Regions from separate parts of the Mus musculus genome. Here region 1 is linked to region 2. The links are chromatin contacts, called in public HiCAR-type maps. All regions are on one chromosome and are shown on one strand. The core of a region is the stretch at or near the end of the contact, and the rest is flanking DNA. Distances in the headings are between cores, read along the strand shown. Region 1 has its middle 17 kb from the start of Gm35279. Region 2 overlaps Tnpo1 (transportin 1).

Region 1 (5,205 bases), core at 372-2,871, 140 kb before region 2:
TCAGACACTCCAGAAGAGGGAGTCAGATCTCGTTAAGGATGGTTGTGAGCCACCATGTGGTTGCTGGGATTTGAACTCTGGACCTTCGGAAGAGCAGTCGGGTGCTCTTACCCACTGAGCCATCTCACCAGCCCTTAAAATTTTTTTTAATGCCAAAATGGAGCATTTGTTTGACTTGCACAGTTGGGTGTTGGCCAGGACCTGGTTGGTCTCTCTGGTGCTCAGAGAACGGTTCGTCTCCCTTCTGTCATGAGTTGTCCTCCTGAGGCAATGGCAGAGGCAGAGAGAGAGGCAGAATCCCACCTGGGCTCGGATCTCACACACTGTCATGTGTGCTTTGTTCTCTTTCAGAAATATCCACTGCCAGAAGACAGAGAAAACGCCCTCAGCCCACAGGGGTGATGGGCACTGCAAATTCATGCAGCAAAAAACCTTGACCCAGCTGAGGGACGGGGCAACTGGGGCCAGTGCTATGGTGGCTAAGATCTCTAAACACAGTTCCTTAAGCTAAGTTAATTAATTACAATAGCAGAATAATAATTTTCCACAACAATGAAGAAAAAAAAAAAACCCTACCAAAGGTTAAATGAGCCATGGACCTCAGAAGGCTGGTGACTTCAGGGTATCCTTGTCTGGAGAACGATATCAAATTTACCGTTCTCACACAATTCATTCCTAAGCAGCCACATTTCACTGAGAAGTGCCAATAAATCACTTTACTATGATACGGTGGCCCCTTTTACAGCAATTTTAAACGAGCAACCTCTGATGTAACACTCTGATGTAACATTCTTCATTTTCTCTATTTGTTCTTAAGAGGAGTTTTCCTGAAGCAGAAGACATCTTGAAACCAAGTACTGGCCTCCAGAGGTAGATTTCTACCTTCTGTATACTGGGGGGGGGGGGGGGGGGGGGTTGGGGTTGGGGGGGGGGAATAATTGGATTGTGTTTCCTCATTCATGACTACTTAAATATTCACTTTCTGAGGTTGCATTTTAGTGTGTTTTTATGTTTTATTCAGGACACAGTGTTCCAGTAAACAACCCAAGCCTAAATCAATGGCTTATACCGACATTAAGTATGCCATTAGCACACTCCTTTCCAGAAAGATCTGTGAAGGGCTGTCAACAAGCCCACAAAGAAAGCTCTTCTGCGTTTGGAGTAAATGATAAAGCAGGTACAAGAAATAAGAAAGGGAAGGGAATTTGAGAATCTCTAATTCCCTTCATGGCCAACAGGAATTGCTGTCGCTTCTGTAATACTTAGGGCTGATGACACAGCACAGGCCATTTTTCTCACTCTGTTCCTTCCACCTCTGGGGCTTACACGTTCACAGGGCGATGTGACTGACACTTCAGAGCCACGGTCTTTAATCCCCACGTCACCCGGAGCAGTGGGAGAATCCGTAGAGCAGCATTTCTGGACAAACAGTGGGGGTTCTGCAACTCAGATGGGCTCACTGAAACCGCGACTGCAAACAACAGGTTACTGAATTCTTTTATTCATTTTCACCAGCCAAAAACTGAGAAGCCTGCAATGATAGTCCAGGGGAGTGGGGGAAGAGAGAGCTGTACAAATTAGCAATGGTGAGCACCGGCAGAGCTCTTGAGGTCAGTGGTGCTTTGTGCAAAGTACCAACTTAGAGAATGCCATCGGTCGTGGGCAATGGGGCAGAGAGAACACGGAGCAACTTAAAGAGCAAACGAGAATTCCAAGTCTAGACTGGGGCAGTTACATCTCTCTTGAGCTCATTCAACTTTCGACCACATTCATCTCCCACTCACCATCTCCAACTTCTCCCAGATCCTCTACCCAACAACCCCTCACACCACACACACAAACACACACACACATCACAACACACATATCACATCATACACACACGCAGACACACATCACATACATCACACCACACCACACACACATCACACCACATGTACATCACACCATACACACACAAACACACACATCACACTACACACACACACTACACCACATGTATATCACACCATAAACACACAAACACATACATGTCATGTGACACACACGACACACACCATACACACACACACACACACATCACACCACACACACTCACACATGCCTGCATGCGTGCACACACCAGCACTGAGGCCAGTTACTGCTGCCCACACATACATAGGTGTGTGTGTAGCCATCCACTGGAGCATGGTCAACTTGACTACATCTCTAAAGACTGTCTCTCCATCCTCACAGTCATCGGCTGCCAACAGCTGCTCAGCAAGGCTTGCAGGCTCTTGTGTCCCCCTTGAGCTCAATATAAAGGCGGTCCAGTAATAACATCTTCATAATGATGGCCCATAGTCACTCAGAATGTATGGAATTGTGGTCTGCTACCTATTTTAAGAACTGGGCATGTGGGAACGAGAGAGAGCTGAACAGTTGAGGTTGCTTGCTGCTCTTTCAGAGAATGGGAGTTTGGTTTCCAGCATCCATGTCAAATGTAACCCCAGCTCCAGGCGATCCGACACCCTCTCCTACCTCTGAGGAAACTCACACTCATGTGGTCACGCACACAGACACCCAAACATATACATAATTAAAAGCAAAGTAAACCTTTTTTTTTTAAAAAAAAAAGCAAAATACAGGGTGAAAAATAATTTTGAAGATTTGTTTTATATATGAGTAAGTAATAATTTTATTTATTCTTCGATAACTTTATACATGTACACAATGAGTTTTTGATCATGTCTACTCTGTTTTCCCCATCCAACTCCACTGGAATCCCCCAATGTGTCCTCCTTTCCCAATATTACGTCCTCTGGTTTTAATACCCTACTAGATCCAACTCGTGCTGCCCAAGTGCACACGGGTGTGGGACCATCCACTGAAACATAAGTGGTCCACCAATGGCCACATCCTCAAGGGAAAATGGCTCACCCTCCCCAGGAGCCATCAGCTGCCAACATCTCTCTTCTGGAGTTATTTTGTACCTTTGACAGTGTTGCTGAGGTATAACTAGCATTCAAAAGAACCCACATATTTAAGGTTACATTCTAGAGAGGGTTGTATATCGCTGTGAAATTATCACCAGAATAGAGTACAAACCCACTCACTTTCTCCAAAAGACAATCCCTGCCTGACCCTGCAATGCCTCCCACAGCATCTCTGGACCACCAATATGCAGCCTGTAAGCCAAAGTGATCTGTTTTTTTTGTATGTGTGGATTCATTCCCCATTTTTTATCAATGAATGCAAACATTAGCTTCACTCTGTCTGGCTTCTTTCACTGGACCCTGGAAATCATGCCATTTTCCACCCATGCTTGTAGGAACAGGCTCTGTTTCCCGGTACTGAGAGCCAGATACCTGCTCTCCCTGATCATTCGAATAGTTTTTTTTTTTTTTTCCAGGAAACCCAGCTGGTTTTCACACTCGCATGAGTGGATGGGTGCTCAGCTGAAAACCAGAGAGGATCCTGTGCAGATCTCTGGAGGTCTCTCTCCCTCTCTCTGCTGATATCTTCCCTCTCTGGGACTCTGTCCTTGGACTCTAATACTTGCCTATATGGTCTTCCATCTCCAGCACCTAAACTTGGAGAGCTGCCAAGCTCTATTCTGGGTTCCCCTTCCTGACACACAGCCATGAAACTCTCCTGACAGTGAGGTGGGCCACCATGACTTCACCTTCTTTGTTCACTGCATCTAAACACACACACACACACATATATATATACATGTGTATATATCATATGTCTTTCACCATCTCATATTCAGAATCTCGAGAGCCATTATTTCATACATTTCTACCCTGACTTTCATATTAAGCAGAATGATAATCACCAGCATTCCAGATAGCCAGAAGCAAAAATTCAAAACCCGTTAAATATTCTAATATCAGCAAAATAGAGAGTATGGGTATGAGGTTATTTTAATATTTTACATTTGGTGAGGTCTACTTACTCTTCAGTGATGGCAGATGATAAAATAAGGTTTTAATAGGGGGTTGTCCTTCACCATAAGATTGCCCAACTATGACTACCAGGAGATAATGGGCCCTGAATGGAGAGTCTATAGATCCAGATGTGTGTTTTCAAGGAATAACAAGAAGAGATCAATAAACAATTAACGTTTTTTGAAGAGTCGACATTATAGATATTACCAGACTGTTGAACTATTAATGTCTTCGCCTTAGCAGCACCTAGCAAGACTAGGAATGCCTCAGATGCGGACACACACTACTGTTACAGAGTCTGTCTCGGCTTCGCCCACCCCTCGGTATATACTTACTGAGTTTCCGCATCTGTAAATGTTTACGACCGTAGGAAAGAAGCAGACAGGGTCTCAACATCCTAACAAAACAGACAGGAGAAGGCTAGAACACACTTTTACTAGAAATGTAAATACGGGTGGGGCAGGTGGAGCTGCCACTGACAGAAACTCACAGCCACCAAAGCCAGTCAGAGCATCCTGCGCTGCTCTGTGGGAGATGAGAAAGTGTTCTAAGCACAGAGAGCATGCCCAGAGGCTCCCTAAATTGTCCTAAGGAAATATAGGACTTCGGGATTCTATATGCTTCAGTAGGACCTTCAAGCCATCACCTGCTAGCCTGGGCTAATCACTAGAACTTTTCTGACTTCTCTTTTTCAGTCATTTGGGGGGATGGGCACACAAGGGTAGGAAAAATGTGAAGTGGGTATGATCAGGGTGCATTGTATGAAATTCCAAAAAAAAATTAATAAAACTATGTTGAGAGGAAAGGAATAACAATAGTATCATTTTAGGTTTTAGGTCACAGTGCGGTTTAAATACCTCACTGTATGGTAAGTGCTTAGACAGTTGTAGCTACTCTGATGATGATGATGAATTGTGATATGAAAGATAAGGAGATACAGTTTGTAACACGTAGTTAGGATCCGCATCTGCCTTCATTGTTGCTGCACCTTGAGAGGCATGGAATAAACACTAGAACCAAGTCACCAGGATCTATCTAAGCATCTCAAACCAGCCTCCTCTAGTCTTCCTTTTGTTCCTTTGGGTTGTTACAAGGTTTCCTTCCAACCTCAGGCTGAAAACCATACATAGCTTTGCAACCAGCTGTTGACTGTGATAGGCTCTGCCTCCTCCAGCTCTTTGGCCTAGGGAAACTCATTTTCAAGCCTACAGATCCAGCTGCTGGGAACCCATCAATACCCGACTAGCATCTTCTACAAGCCACATGTTAAGGC
Region 2 (4,822 bases), core at 150-2,649:
GGATTCCCTTTCTCTGAGGAGAAGGGGAGTGGGTAATGGTGGAGGGATTTGTGAGGGCAGGATGGGGGGGGGGTGCTGCTGCTACGGGGATGAATAATATGATAGATTAGTGAAAGAGACTAAGATCTGGCCATGGGGGCTGGAGAGATGCTCAGTGGTTAAGAGCACTGCCTGCTCTTCCAGAGGTTCTGAGTTCAATCCCAGCAACCACGTGGCGGCTCACAACCATCTGTAATGAGATCTGACGCCCTCTTCTGGTGTGTCTGAAGACAGCTACAGTATACTTATTTATAATAATAAATAGATCCTTGGGCCAGAGCAAGCAGGGTTGACTGGAGCAAGCAGAGCCAACCAGAGTGAGCAGAAGTCCTAAATAAAATCCCCAACAATCACATGAAGGATCTCAACCATCTGCACAGCTACAGTGCACTCACATGCATAAAATAAATAAATAAATCTATTTTAAAAAATAATAATCTGGCCACAGTCCATAAGCAGAGCAGTTTCTTTTCAGAACCTCTTCCTGATTGCAGCAAGCAGAAAAGCTGAAATTCTAAGAAGGGATGGAGTCATTTTAATTTTCTCAACAGCTTCTTTCTGAATTCTCTCTGTGGACCAGGCTGGCCTCTTACTTCCCGGATCTGCCTGCCTCCACCTGTCCACCCCGCCCCACCCAGCCCAGCGTGTTTAAGGATTTGTAAGAAGTGGTGTGTGCATGAGTCCTGGGACAGTTGTCAGTTCACTCCTGCCTTGCTGAGACTGAATTTCCTGTTTCTGCTACTGTGCTATAGACTGCAGACTGTCAGGCCTCCCTCCGGGCTTCCTGGCCGCCTTCTCTGTCTACAGCCCAGCTCACTGTAGGTGTTGCTGGCATTGCAAACGAGTGTCACTACATCAGGTTGTTTTGTTTTGTTTTCCCCTTTTGAAAAAACAAAACAACAGCTGAATGCTAGGGGCAAATCTCAGGTTGTTAGACTTTGGACACAGCGTACATGCTCACTCTGAGCGGACTCTCTCTCGCTTTAGTGTCTATCTTAGAGTGGCCTTGAACTCTTGATCTCTCAGGACAACCAGAGGGCACCAGCTTCTGTGCCCATCCTAAAGGTGGCTTGGTCTTAGTAAAAACTTGTTATAGTCAAAAATTATCAGTGTGGACCTAAGATTCCATGCAGGCTAGTTTCAATTCCTTTACCAGCTGGCACATTTTTAACCCCTGCTAATTATTAATCTATGAAATGAATAATATTAGTATCTTGGGCTGTGACAATTGGATATACTATTCTGTGTAATGCTCCCACTTATTAACCTTCTAGAGGAGTTTATAAGCATTAGCACAGGAGTGGTGACTGTTCACTTTCCTCTCTACTAGTAGGTAGGTAGTTGACTTGGTGAATAGCAACGATCTAGGCTTGGGTTGTTCTCCGGCTCCCTCTGCTGCTCCAATAGGGAAGTGAGCACTTACACCCAGAGGATGATGCAGTGCCATTAGTTTGTTAATTAGCTTGTGGGTGGGTCTTTGAAACAGGATCTAGCTTAGGCTGTCCAGGAACTTCTGCCTCAGCTTTCAGACAGCTAGGACTGCACATACAGCAATCCAAAAAAAAAAATTTTTTTTTTAAATTACATACAGCTGAGCAGCTGGGAAGATGGCTCAGTCTGTAATATGACTTTAGCTCAGATTGATTTCTAGCACTCAACATAAACAGCCAAGCATGGCATTGTGTGCCTATAACGCCAGCACTGGGGTGGGGTAAAGGAGGAGAGATCCCTTCAGCTTGATAACCAACAAATGTCAAGAAGAATTGTGAGGCTTCAGGTTTAGTGAGTGAGCTCACCTAATTAAAATGGTGGTGGTGGTGGTGGTGGTGGTGGTATAGCAGTATAATAGACTGGCTGTGGGATACCTCTGGTCTCCACGTGCACACACTCCTCTCACACACATGTACTTACTTACCTGCATCACTTACATGCCTATACCCTGCACACAAAGCCTGGCTGTCATTAAGAGTGGTGTTTTAGGCCTGGAGAGATGGCTTAATGAGGAAGTACCACTCATCTAGAGAACCTGAGTTCATTCCCAGCACCCACATCAGATGACGCATAACCAACTCCAACTCCAAGGACTGACTTGGCCTCTGTGGGCACTCGTACTTTGTGCAACCCCCAGATGTGTATGTGCACAAAGGAGTTCCAGATTAGCCACAGTGCACAAAGAGACTTTTTCCCACAAAATCAAAAAGGAGAAAATAGAAATTATGGTCTAACTAGGAGGGAACCTGTGTTTCGTGTACAACAGAACCTCTTTGCACTGGCTGGCGACGAGGAAGCAGAGGTGCGGAAGAACGTGTGCCGGGCGCTTGTGATGTTGCTTGAAGTCCGGATGGATCGCCTGCTTCCTCATATGCACAACATAGTCGAGGTAACCAAAGCATCCCCTTTGAGGGAAGACACATGAAATAGATATGGCTGTTTTTAAATTGTAAATCCTCTTGGTCAGTTTTGTTTTTGTTTTGTTTTGTTTTGTGAGATTTAAGTTATTATTAGAGGGGTTTTTTTTTTGTTTTGGTTTGTTTTTTGTTTGTTTTTTTTTTTGGTTTTTTTTTTTTTGGTTTTTCAACACAGGGTTTCTCTTTGTAGCCCTGGCTGTTCTGGAACTCACTCTGTAGACCAGAGTGGCCTCAAACTCAGAAATCCGCCTGCCTCTGCCTCCCAAGTGCTGGAATTAAAGGCGTGCGCCACCACTGCCCGGTGGAGGAATTATTTAAACATAGAGACTAGGTTTTGCTCATCATGACTAGGAAATTCTCATTAAAAATAGTATGCCGAGTTATAGGTATTTGGGGGATATTGGGTGATGTATTCTTGGATTGTTATAAAATAAAATTAAAAATTGAATCTGTCAGTTTGTAGTTTCATTATCAATATGATTCGCCTAATTTTGTGACTTAGCAGAAGGTTGAGGTTTCTAAGAAGGACATTGGCAAGGTGGTGGGGGAGCAGGGCATCCTGCATCCCAGCACTAGAAAGGCAGAGGCAGGCCAGCCCGGTGTATAGAGCGAGGTCCAGGGCTGCAGGGACTGCACAGAGAGACCCTAGCTTGGTTCAACAACCCAAGTAGATGTTAAAGGTTTTTCCATTCTTGTGTAGTTGAAGTCAGGTCACTAGGAAACATATCAGTTGCACTTGTTTAAGTGAAGACTCTAGAAGATAGAGAAGGGAAGCAGTTATTTAGGCTCCATGTAGTACCACTAGAGTCAAGCTCTACCATCTGATTTCATAGTGCAGAATAGAGTCCTACTTGTTTATTATATGGCTTTCCAAGTGCTTTAAGCAGTGTATTATTAGCCTCACTTGTGTGCTGTGTGATGAGAGTGGGTCTCTTAGAAATGGAGTTACAGCATGGTAGACTCTGCAGAACCCGGGGTGTTCGGTGGTTAGCAGTTGAGGGCTCCATCCCCAGCGTTCAGTCTCACAGCTGCTTGTTTGAAGCTAATTAGAAACTTTAACATTTTATCACTTGGTGTAGGCCACGCCTAGGCATCCTGATTTTATAATATATGTAACACTTTATGAGCAGTACACACATAGTATTTGACAAGTAGTAGAGCGGGCCTGTGACTGTTTCCATACTTGCCATGCAGTGTGTTTCAGTCCAAAAGAGAGAGTGTACTAAAAATACATCAATTGACTTTGATTCTAGTCCCAGAGATAATGGGAAATTTCGGAAGTGAATTCAGCTTGGTATATTCAGACGTCATGATAAAACACCTTGTTGAAACTACAAATTGTACTTAAGAAATGTTAGAACTAGGAGTAGTGGTGCATACCTGTAGCTCCAGCACTTTGGAGACAGAAGGAGGATCTTAAGTGTGAAACCAGATGGGTTACATGGTGAACTCTGGCCAACCTGGGATTCATGCCGAGACCCTGTCTGCAGAAGACAAAAACAGAAGGGGGGGGTGGGGTAGGTGGGTGGAATCGGATGCCTTTCCAAATTAAACTGATTTACTTATATATCACTTTAAAATACAGAAAAAAAGTCTGTCTACAAGATACAACTTGTTATTTATAAATTATTTTAAGGAAGATATGTGGAGTTATTTTTTATTTTCTCTGATTAACATTGACATGTCAGAAAATACAGCAGTTTGTTTTTATACCCCTGCACAAAAGTAGATCAATGATGCATACAATAAAACTTCATTGTTAAGCAGTAGCTCTTACATTTTAACCTTGTTGTAGAGGCAGATAGGGAGCTTTAAAAGAGAGAGAAAGCAGCACAGGTTGGAAGTCATGGTTTTCAGTATAAGGTGGCAGGACTACGTTATTATTCACTGTCCAGATGAAGCTGATGAACAGTATGGATTCTCTTCACAGTACATGCTGCAGAGAACCCAAGACCAAGATGAGAATGTAGCTCTGGAGGCCTGTGAATTCTGGCTGACTTTGGCTGAACAGCCAATATGCAAAGATGTACTTGTAAGGCATCTACCAAAGTAAGTGTCCTGCACAGAGTGCTGCTTGCCCTCAGCACACTCAGACTCTCAGCGTGCATCCTCACACCGTAGAGAGGTTTCTAAAGCAGCTGCTTCATTATCACTGTCAGTAGACTTTCAGGGTTTCCTGTGGGGGCTGATGCACAGGTGCCAGAACAGGTGTGGGGGGCTCAGGACACTGTGTCCTGAGCCCTAGCTAGACAGAGAAGCATAATTGCAATGTTTAGTTACTCTTGGTCTTCCATTTTGGAACGTTTTTGAGCATTGAGACTGGCTGGCCCAAGTTTCTTAAACTTATCCTGATTGTATTCCTTGAGTTATTAGGC

Evidence for each region. HiCAR-type assays count read pairs that join an accessible place to other places.
Region 1: a HiCAR-type map of kidney shows a contact between it and region 2, with 5 times the contacts expected there. The contact joins two enhancer-like sites. A contact is called at or near these places in 1 of 15 datasets of contacts at CTCF or cohesin (embryonic stem cells), 7 of 484 Hi-C or Micro-C datasets (the BV-2 cell line, the G1E-ER4 cell line, the N1E-115 cell line and 4 more), 5 of 115 datasets of contacts at active chromatin or transcription factors (bone marrow-derived macrophages, embryonic stem cells and kidney) and 3 of 9 other capture datasets (adipose tissue, liver and pancreatic islet).

The regions. Positions count from the first base shown.
Region 1 is chr13:99,008,302-99,013,506 of GRCm38.p6, reverse strand. No RefSeq gene overlaps it. Among named protein-coding and RNA genes, the nearest start is that of Gm35279, 17 kb to the right of the region's middle. Within about 2 kb of position 1,621, at least 5 of the 459 cell types and tissues checked have an H3K27ac peak or open chromatin away from gene starts, as enhancers often do. A contact at or near this core is called in kidney, where this site is marked.
Region 2 is chr13:98,864,643-98,869,464 of GRCm38.p6, reverse strand. It overlaps Tnpo1 (transportin 1), which reads left to right. Exons shown (of 24, transcript NM_178716.3): 8 at 2,297-2,419; 9 at 4,378-4,496. Among named protein-coding and RNA genes, the nearest start is that of Gm34995, 51 kb to the right of the region's middle. Within about 2 kb of position 1,399, at least 50 of the 459 cell types and tissues checked have an H3K27ac peak or open chromatin away from gene starts, as enhancers often do. A contact at or near this core is called in kidney, where this site is marked.